3 separate regions of the Zea mays genome follow, and regions 1 and 3 are each linked to region 2. Evidence: chromatin contacts called from public Hi-C data. All regions are on one chromosome and are shown on one strand. Each heading gives the region's core, a stretch centred on a gene start, on an enhancer-like site or on the middle of the called end of the contact. The rest is flanking DNA. Distances are from core to core; before and after follow the strand shown. Region 1 holds the start of LOC100281742 (arginyl-tRNA synthetase). Region 2 holds the start of LOC100283249 (ZIP zinc/iron transport family protein). Region 3 holds the start of LOC100277743 (triacylglycerol lipase-like 1).

Region 1 (2,940 bases), core at 184-2,683, 180 kb before region 2:
GATCCTTTAACCTTTGACCATAATCCCATAGCATTGTTGCTGCACATGGTTCAGCAAGAATCAATTGATGAGCTCATGGAAGGAAAGTTAATTAATTATAATAATTAATAAAGAAGCAACAAATAGTCAGATTGTATGAGGGATCGATACAGCAGGTAAGGCAACATGCAAACAAGGTACCACTGGTAGTCAGCAAACTTTGCTGAAACTTCAACCATCGGTTCTACCTCCACATCGGGCAATGTAGTCTGGAGGGATGAAAGGACCAGCCTGGAGAGCTGTTGCTTGACACTCCCAGCCCGCTGCATGGTTAAATTCAAATGAAGCAGGGAAACTAGAAAAGAAAATTAAGCAATGCAATCATTTTCAGAGGCAGCAGCCCACCCAGTGCACTCACCACAGTGGATTCCTGCTCCTGAGGAGCAACGGAGGTCGAGGTCTCGTCTCCCATAGTGGTGGCACTGCACGAGATCCGCAGAAGCCTGGAGGAAGAAGCGGGTCTACAGTGACCTGACTAGCCAGAACGAGAAAACAGTCCAAATCAAACAATTAACCAATGCAGCGAGTCTTCAATGAACTGAAAAGGAAGCATAAAAGTGTGACACTCCTATCCCAATCCACTAACAATCCAAATGTGCCCACACTGTTCATTTGAAGCAGATTACGAAATCAAATGGCACAATTAACCGACGCCGTTCAAAAAAAAACCAAGTCCAAATTAATTAAGCAATAAAATGAGCATGAGTAACCGAACCCAAAGCATGACAAGTTCAAGGTTCCTGACAGACGATCCCAATCAGCTGATGCAATCCAAATCTAGTGCCTTCACCAGTTGTTAACAATTTAAAGCAATGTTTGTTAACAATTTAAAACAATTTAAAGCAATTTATTCATCTAGAAGAAGCGCACGTGAGTCCTGACGCTACACTAATCCCCGCTGATGCGAACGGGATTGGAGAGGGTGAGCCCCAGTACAGAGCAAATCTATAAACCCAGCCTTACCCAACATCCGAACCCCGAGCCCCCTCCAAAATCCACGGGGAAACCACGGAAACGCAGACACCATCTAGTTTGGGAGTCAAAAACGGGATTGGCTAAAATCCCCTTCTTATGCAGGCGATTTTAGCCCCTCTAGTCCCCTCCGGTTTTTGAACTCTCAAACTAGAATCTAATGCCCCACCCGGACTACCAACCCCTAAACCCCCAAAACCGCGCGTCCCACTCACACCGAGAGTCCGAGACCGAACCTAAAATCCTCTCGGCTGTTTCTCCGCGGCGAGCTGAGGCGGTCCGAGAAGAGGGCTCGAGGAGGAAGGAGAGAGGGAAGCGAACTCACCGGAGCGCGGGGCGCGGAAGAGGAGCGGGAGACGGAGGCGCGCGGGGGTAGGCGCCGCCACTGCAGTTGCTGCTGCCGCGAGAGCTTGCATCCTCGTCCCGCCGTCAGTTAAATACCCCCTCCCCCTCTCACGGTCACAGGAGGTAGCGTAGCGTGCGCGACACAGACAGTCACACTCACTGACTCACAGTACACAGGCACCGCGCGACGGCGCGAGGCTTGTCGAGGGGTCGTTTGGCTTGCCTTTTTTCTTCCAAATATATGTACTTCTATTCGTTTTAACTCTTAATTTTGTATATTCATATATATAGAAAAAACATATAAATCTAAACACGTAAAACACATACTCAAATATTGTTTGAATCTAGTAATTATTTAAAATAGGTTTTAATTTAGAACAGAAGAAGTATTATATATAATTATATTACTCTGTCTTTTCATAGGATATTTAATTTTCCTATATAATTTTACTTTATATTTAGCTACATATTATGTCTAAATATATATGATAAAAATAATACTTCTATAAAATATAGATCCTATATTATATGAACTCGGCCATTTTACATTTAGTAGCTACATATTATGGATTTCCACCTCTTAATTAGGGTATGTTTAGTTCAGTCATAGACCACCAAAAATATAATTATAGATGTGAGCTACAAAAAATCTGTTATGAACTGACGTTGTGCGAAAACTAAAATATGTTTGGTTGAAATAACTATTAGTTGTAGATATAAGAGCATGGTAGCTTGTGTCGGGGTTAAAAAAACCCATGCACCAAGGCTTGTGGGTCACGATGAGGGCTAGTTTGGTGACTAGGGAATTCGAGGAGATCCATGGGGAGGTTCCCGGTCACCAAAACAGCCCTGAGTAAAATCGCTCCAAAGAGGCTTGAATGAGACCCAACTAACCCCCGAGCGCAGGCGGACCAATGTCAACTCTATGGGGTGGCATCAGTCTCAAGCCCTAACGCGAAGTAGGTGCACCTAGGGGTCGGTCGAGACGGAAGAGGATCGGGCGAACCGCACCCCTCCTAAAAGGGTCGGCTTAATCGGACGCGAGCGAACCACACACAATTTGCGGGTCGAATGTTGAAAGGAAAATGTGCACTTGGACCATTTATAGTTGTGTCGGGGACCATAATTAGGGGTACCCTCAAGACGCCTAATTCTCAGCTGGTAACCCCCATCAGCATAAAGCTGCAAAGGCCTGATGGGTACGATTAAGTCAGGGATCAGTCCACACGAGTGACTCGATCACGCTTCACCCGAGCCTAGCCTCGGCCAAGGGCAGCCGACCTCGAGAGACTTCTGTCTCGCCCGAGGCCCCCTTTTTATGGCGGACACATCACCGGCTCGCCCGAGGCCTTGGCTTCGCTCAGAAGCAACCTTGACTAAATCGCCGCACCGACTGACCAAATTGCAGGGGCATTTAACGCAAAGGTGGCCTGACACCTTTATCCTGACACGCGCCCCCGGCAGAGCCGAAGTGACCGCCGTCACTCCACCGCTCCACTGGCCAGTCTGACAGAAGGACAGCGCCGCCTGCGCCACTCCGACTGCAGTGCCACTCGACAGAGTGAGTCTGACAGGCAGTCAGGC
Region 2 (2,977 bases), core at 218-2,717:
GGACACAAGGGGGCTTAAACAAATCATAATCAACAATTAGTATAGAATATAGAAATGCACTGCGGACCGGATTCCCAAGTCTGAAACTGAAAACAACCAAACACTTCACTGAAAAATCAAAATAAGAGATGATTCTTTGTCGTATCTATGTGCAAATTATCATATCAGGCATGAGCATATAGGTAGCTAATCACGCAATGTGACCCCCTCCCTAATAAGGATATGATTATCAGTTCATTATACTCCAGAAGGAAGCCAATTGGTCAAATGATATTTTATCTAGCTTAGTGTATAAGAGAGGGAACGGTGACATCACAAATTCGTTAAAGTTAGAACTTTCTAGTTCCTGATACTGCAAAACCTAAATTCGCACTAAAAAATCGCAAATTAGTTATGAACTTAAATCTCACTCCAGCCACTGCTAGGTTTATTGACAAAATCAGCAACTCTGAGCTCTTCAATTATAGGTTGTTTTGATTCTCACCTGTGCGATGCATCCGCCCAGGCCCATCCCCTCGAACACCTGATGGAAGGAGAGCGCAACCACAAGTGGCCGGATTGCACAGACATCCTGGGACATCCCCATCGTAACTCCGATGATGACGGAGTGGAAGACTATCCCAATCTCCAGCACTTTGGACACCATCTTCTGCTTCCTCCTGGCCTCCTCCTCGTCCTCACCGGGCCCCTCCCCTACCTCCACCACTTCATGGGCGACGGCATGGCACCCGGCAGTGATGGCCGGGACCTCGTCGCTGCGGGCGCCCTTCTTGGGTCCGAAGAGCGCCACGTCGTCGCGGTCCGGGTCTGCGCCGTTGGTGGCGGCGTGCGGCGCGGGGTCCTCTTCTCGGTCGTCGCCCAAGAAAGCGCGCTTCTTGGGGCTCATTTCGCCGGCGAGCTCGAACACGGGTACCTTCTTCGGGATCGGGGCGTAGGGAGTTTCGTGGTGGGCGCCGACGTGGGCGTGGGCCTCGAGGTGGGAGGAGGCGGAGAGGTCGACGAGGAGCGCGAGCAGCGCGCCGACGAGGGTGAAAAGGCCCGCGAAGGGGAAGTCCCTCCAGGGCCTGCGCGAGGCGACGGCGCAGTCGGCGAGGGCGGCGTGCGCGTCGGGGAGCACGTGGACGAGCGAGGTGGAGAGGATGACCCCAGCCGCGTAGCACTTGACGAGGAGCAGGCCCCGCGCGTAGTTTGGGCTGCCGCGGAAGGCCCGCGTGAGCGCGACGGGGAGGCAGATGCCGACGGCGCTGGCGACGAGAATGGCCAGCAGCGACCCCGTCTTGAGCCGTGCGGCGGCCGCGCCGTCCCGGCAGACCCGGGATAGGGCCGGGCCGTCGGTGGGGAGGCACCCGGTGCCGGACATGGCGGCGCGGGGATGGTGCGCCCTGCCCCTGCGCGCGCGTGACGGCGACAAGCGGAGACCTGGCAGTCGTAGGCTCGTAGCTGGAGACTTGGACTGGGAGGAGGAAACGAGTGTGCGGCCGTGCGGGATGGTTAATTTCAATGCGGTGTGGGCCAGAGCCAGGGCCGTAGCACAGAGGTTTTGTGGAATATGTGGGGTGTGGGAAGAGGGACGTGCGGTCAGTCACGTGCTGCACTAGTTATATATGTCCGTTCGATGAGATGGTACACAATCACAAATACATTATTTTGAGAGATATCTTCTTCTTCGTTCACTAGACACAATCGTCATTCTCAGATCATGTAGCCATGGTGAAAATACTTTGCTCGCCATTTTTCTGTGCGAGCATAAGCCCACAAATAAAAAGGTCGCGTAATATGAGGAAAAAAGATGCAAGAACATGAAATGATCTTATATTTTCAACAGCCTAGACATGTAACATGAGGAAAAAAGATGCAAGAATATACCTAATGAAAGTAATATCCACCATAATCAATGACTGTCATAAGAATAATATATACCAATCTGGCATGTCAATAGATCAATAATGTCACACCCGGCTTTAAGGAACAAAGCCAGGTGCATCTCATACATGCGCCAAGAAGACAACATATATAATAACAGAGTGTATAGAGATAAATGTCACAATAATCAGAGTATTTATTACATAGCGGAAGACTTATTACAAAATAAAAGAATAAACATAAAACAAACTTAGGATCGTTGGCGCCAATGTCAACTGAGAAACGCCACCTAGATCAGATCATACTCCTCGCCTTGTGGCTCCTCCTGAACTACCTGCTCTTCTCCTGTGGGGGGGTGTGAGACAGCAAGTGTGAGCTCACACATGATCATCGCTCAACAAGTTGTGGGGAACCAGTGAACATGAACTCACAAAGGTGGGAGTTCATGTGATGTGTAAGGCTAATCAATGACAGGGGTTAAAGCTGAGCATTGCTTTTAAGTAGTTGGTCAAAATTTTATTAGCAGTTACTAAGTGTAAGTAAATACCAAACCTTAATAAATAATAGAACAAAATTAATAATAAACTCATGCATATGCAAATGACAAAATTGAATTTAAGTTCCATAATTTAATCATCAGAGAGTCCTGAGCTGCTCATGACCGTGAGCTCGGCTAGTATACCAGTTTTACACTCTGCAGAGGTGGTACCCTTTACCCACAAGTCATGTTACCCATCTGCCAAGGGATCGCGACTTCCCATACACCTCTACCGAGGAGGCGAGGCAGGGTAACACTACGAGGCCTTTACAAAGTTCCACTAGCTTCAGAAAACCCGCTACAGTTTATAGGAAGCTCCAATGCAGGGTTCTTGCCTGACCGCCATCGCAGCAAAATCAACCAAGGACCTCCCTACACTGACCACTCCCCTGCTGCCCTTGCCCCTTTCGGGTAAGGTAGTCCTCCACTAGCTTTCCTAATTAATCAGCCAAGGGCGTCCATAAACCCTTGTGGTGGCACGTGTTTCTCAAGTTAAGCTCTATGTTCCAATTAACATCAATGATCTTGACATGAACATAAATAAAATAACAAAAGAATTGGAACATAGATATAATA
Region 3 (2,746 bases), core at 167-2,666, 200 kb after region 2:
GTGTGAAAGGGTCATGCATATACATGAACGACAAGCAAAAGTTGCCAAATGGAGAAAAAAAATATAAAGAAGAGTGAGGAGCAGGTGCGTATTTTCTGCGCTTGATCTTGTCCGAGACACTTTTGCTAGCATAAACTGGCTTAAAAATTGGAAAGCGAAACCATAAGAAATAAACAAGAGAGACGGGCCTTAATAATTGGCTTGTAAAAAGAAAACGATCTGTTCGAAAACAGAATCATGTGTAATAAGAAACAACAAAGAGATAGGCACAAACAAATGCTTAAACTAACACAGAAAGTTAACAAATGCTTAAACTAACACAACAGAAAGCTCAATTAGCAAAGGACACATACAATAATAATGAAGAGAAAACAAACAAAACATAAAGAAAACAAATTGTAGCACAAGAAATAAGAAGAACGTACGTCCCATAAAGATGAGAAATAGAAAGACGATATAATGGAGAGAGAGAGAGAGAGAGAGAGAGAGAGAGAGAGAGAGAGAGAGAGAGAGAGAGACGTTCTGGGGTCATATTGTACTGCTTTGTCACTTTACCTTGCGACGACCATCGTACTGTGACGTTCGTACACGCTTCAGTTTCAGTAACTATGCATGCATTCTTCTTTCTCTCGGTGCACGTTATAATTAATACGTCATGCATAACATCAGTAAGCAGTGTGGCGTTATTAGCTACAACACGTGCTTAATGAATTGAACATCATTCCTCTTGCGAGTCAATATCAACTTTTATGTTAATTGCAAAATAACGACCTCAAGTTTTTTTCCCTAAAATGTCCAAGAAGTTTTGGTCGTTCATTGGCGTTGTTCATCAGGTGCTGCACGTATTAGTATCATTAGCAAGCCCGCACCCGCAGCATATTCAGACATTAATTCGTGCATGCATGGCATATATATGTTAGTCCCATCCCATGTGAATGTGCGTATAATAAACCGCACGTGCGTGTGGTGGTGACGTACATCTGAAGAGGTTGAGAAAGATGCCGAGTATGCCATTGTTGAGCGCGACGAAGTTGAGGAGGAACTCGACGACAGCGCCGACCACGAGAGCCGGGTAGTAGGCGCCGGCGAGCGCCTTCTGGATGACCTGCGTGAGCGCGACGAGCCAGTCGCCGGGCGTGCTGCCCAGGTCGGCGGCGGTCCGGTCGCCGGCCTCCACGAACGCGTAGCTGGTGATGGGGCGCCTCAGGAGCAGCATCGACAGCACGTCTATGAACCGCACCTTCTCCGGCCGGATGATCAGCTTCTCCTCCCCCATCTTGGGGTGGCCGGAGGCAGCAGCAGCGACGACCGCCTGCTTCGCCGCCATATATATGGTCGTCGTCGCTAGCTGTTACTCCTGCTGTTGATTAAGCTAGCTACGTGTAAGTATGCTGGCTAGCAAAGTGGAATGCTCAAGCTGGCACGAGGCTGAGATGGAGATGATGGGTGCCTTTTATAGGGCTCCAAAGAGGGCTGGGCTGGGCTGGGTCGATATCTGGGTAGGAGCAACGTGGGCTGGGCTTACATGGGTCATGTTGTTCGATTGATCTGACACTCCGATAATTATTGCTTTATGATAAATTGGCTGGCGGTCTCTAGGGTTTACATGTACGTCGTTGCATGCAGGGGCGGACCTAGGCCCATGGCCGCCTGGGCCACGGCCCGGGGCGCAGGCCCAAAAATTTTTAGAAGAGCTCTGCCCGCTGGCCTTGCTGAGTCATAGTTATATGTATGTATATCCATCCGACACAGTGCAAGCTTCGCAAGCACAGAATAACACACATGCAAGCAAGAGCAGGCTACGACCACCTACATGTGTCCTCCAGATTTACATACTAGGCTAGTAGCAAGGCCTCGGGCAGCACATGCTAGGCTCCTGCTAGTCTAGAGAGATGGATAGAGGGAGAGACTAGAGACCAAACCATCGAGCTAGGATAAGCAAAAAAATTCCCAAGCTAGCAAATAATTTTAAACCAAAGAGGCAAAAAAATTACAAGCCACAGGGCTTAGAAACTACTACCTCCATTTTCTTTTTATTTGACGCATGATAGTTCAATTTTACACTAGCAAACATCAAATAAAAAAGATCGGAGAGAGTACGAAACAAGATATTCCATACAACCATCTAATACCATAATCACCAAATAAAAGATCAAAAAGTTGCGACCAAATAAACAAGATCACATGGCTAGAAATTAAGGGGGTGTTTGGTTCTGTGGACTAAAGTTTAGCCCGAGTCACATCAAGTGTTTGACTTTCAAATAGGAGTATGAAATATAGACCCAACCAACTGTACTAGATTCGTCTCACTTTTTAATCTTCGGCTGAGAAATTAGTTTTATAATCCGACTACATTTAATACCCCGAACGGAGGTTCAAACATTCGATGTGATAGGGGCTAAATTTTAGCAGGGGCAAACCAAACACCCCCTAAGTTTGAGATTGAGCCTATGTAGAGAGAGTTTTCTCGTCTATGAATATCATTAAAACTGAGTTACGGAATAAGACATGAGACGAATGGCTTAATCATCGTATGATTTCCTTCAAGTCGCGTTCTTAATATGATTTCCTTCAAGGTTCTGGAGCATGAAACATTGATGTTGATGTTGACATGATACATTTGGAAAGAGCTACATTATAACTTGTATATCATCTTTAACATCTATAATAACAGTGTTTCACCGTACAATTTTTCTTTATATGCTACTATTAGAGTTTATGGTCGCTTCGGCCCGGGCCTTGGCCA

Evidence for each region. A called contact is a pair of places that touch in the nucleus more often than the background predicts.
Region 1: a Hi-C map of ear shows a contact between it and region 2, with 2.0 times the contacts expected there. The contact joins the promoter of LOC100281742 here to the promoter of LOC100283249 in region 2. A contact is called at or near these places in 2 of 25 Hi-C or Micro-C datasets (ear and leaf).
Region 3: a contact with region 2 is called in a Hi-C map of ear, with 2.3 times the contacts expected there. The contact joins the promoter of LOC100277743 here to the promoter of LOC100283249 in region 2. A contact is called at or near these places in 2 of 25 Hi-C or Micro-C datasets (ear and leaf).

The regions. Positions count from the first base shown.
Region 1 is chr8:129,128,745-129,131,684 of Zm-B73-REFERENCE-NAM-5.0, forward strand. It overlaps LOC100281742 (arginyl-tRNA synthetase), which reads right to left and starts at 1,434. Exons shown (of 18, transcript NM_001368092.1): 1 at 1,337-1,434; 2 at 398-510; 3 at 181-302; 4 at 1-39. The coding sequence starts at 1,427.
Region 2 is chr8:129,311,337-129,314,313 of Zm-B73-REFERENCE-NAM-5.0, forward strand. It overlaps LOC100283249 (ZIP zinc/iron transport family protein), which reads right to left and starts at 1,468. Exons shown (of 2, transcript NM_001156151.2): 1 at 485-1,468. The coding sequence starts at 1,360.
Region 3 is chr8:129,514,307-129,517,052 of Zm-B73-REFERENCE-NAM-5.0, forward strand. LOC100277743 (triacylglycerol lipase-like 1) reads right to left here and starts at 1,417. Exons shown (of 4, transcript NM_001151235.2): 1 at 979-1,417. The coding sequence starts at 1,327.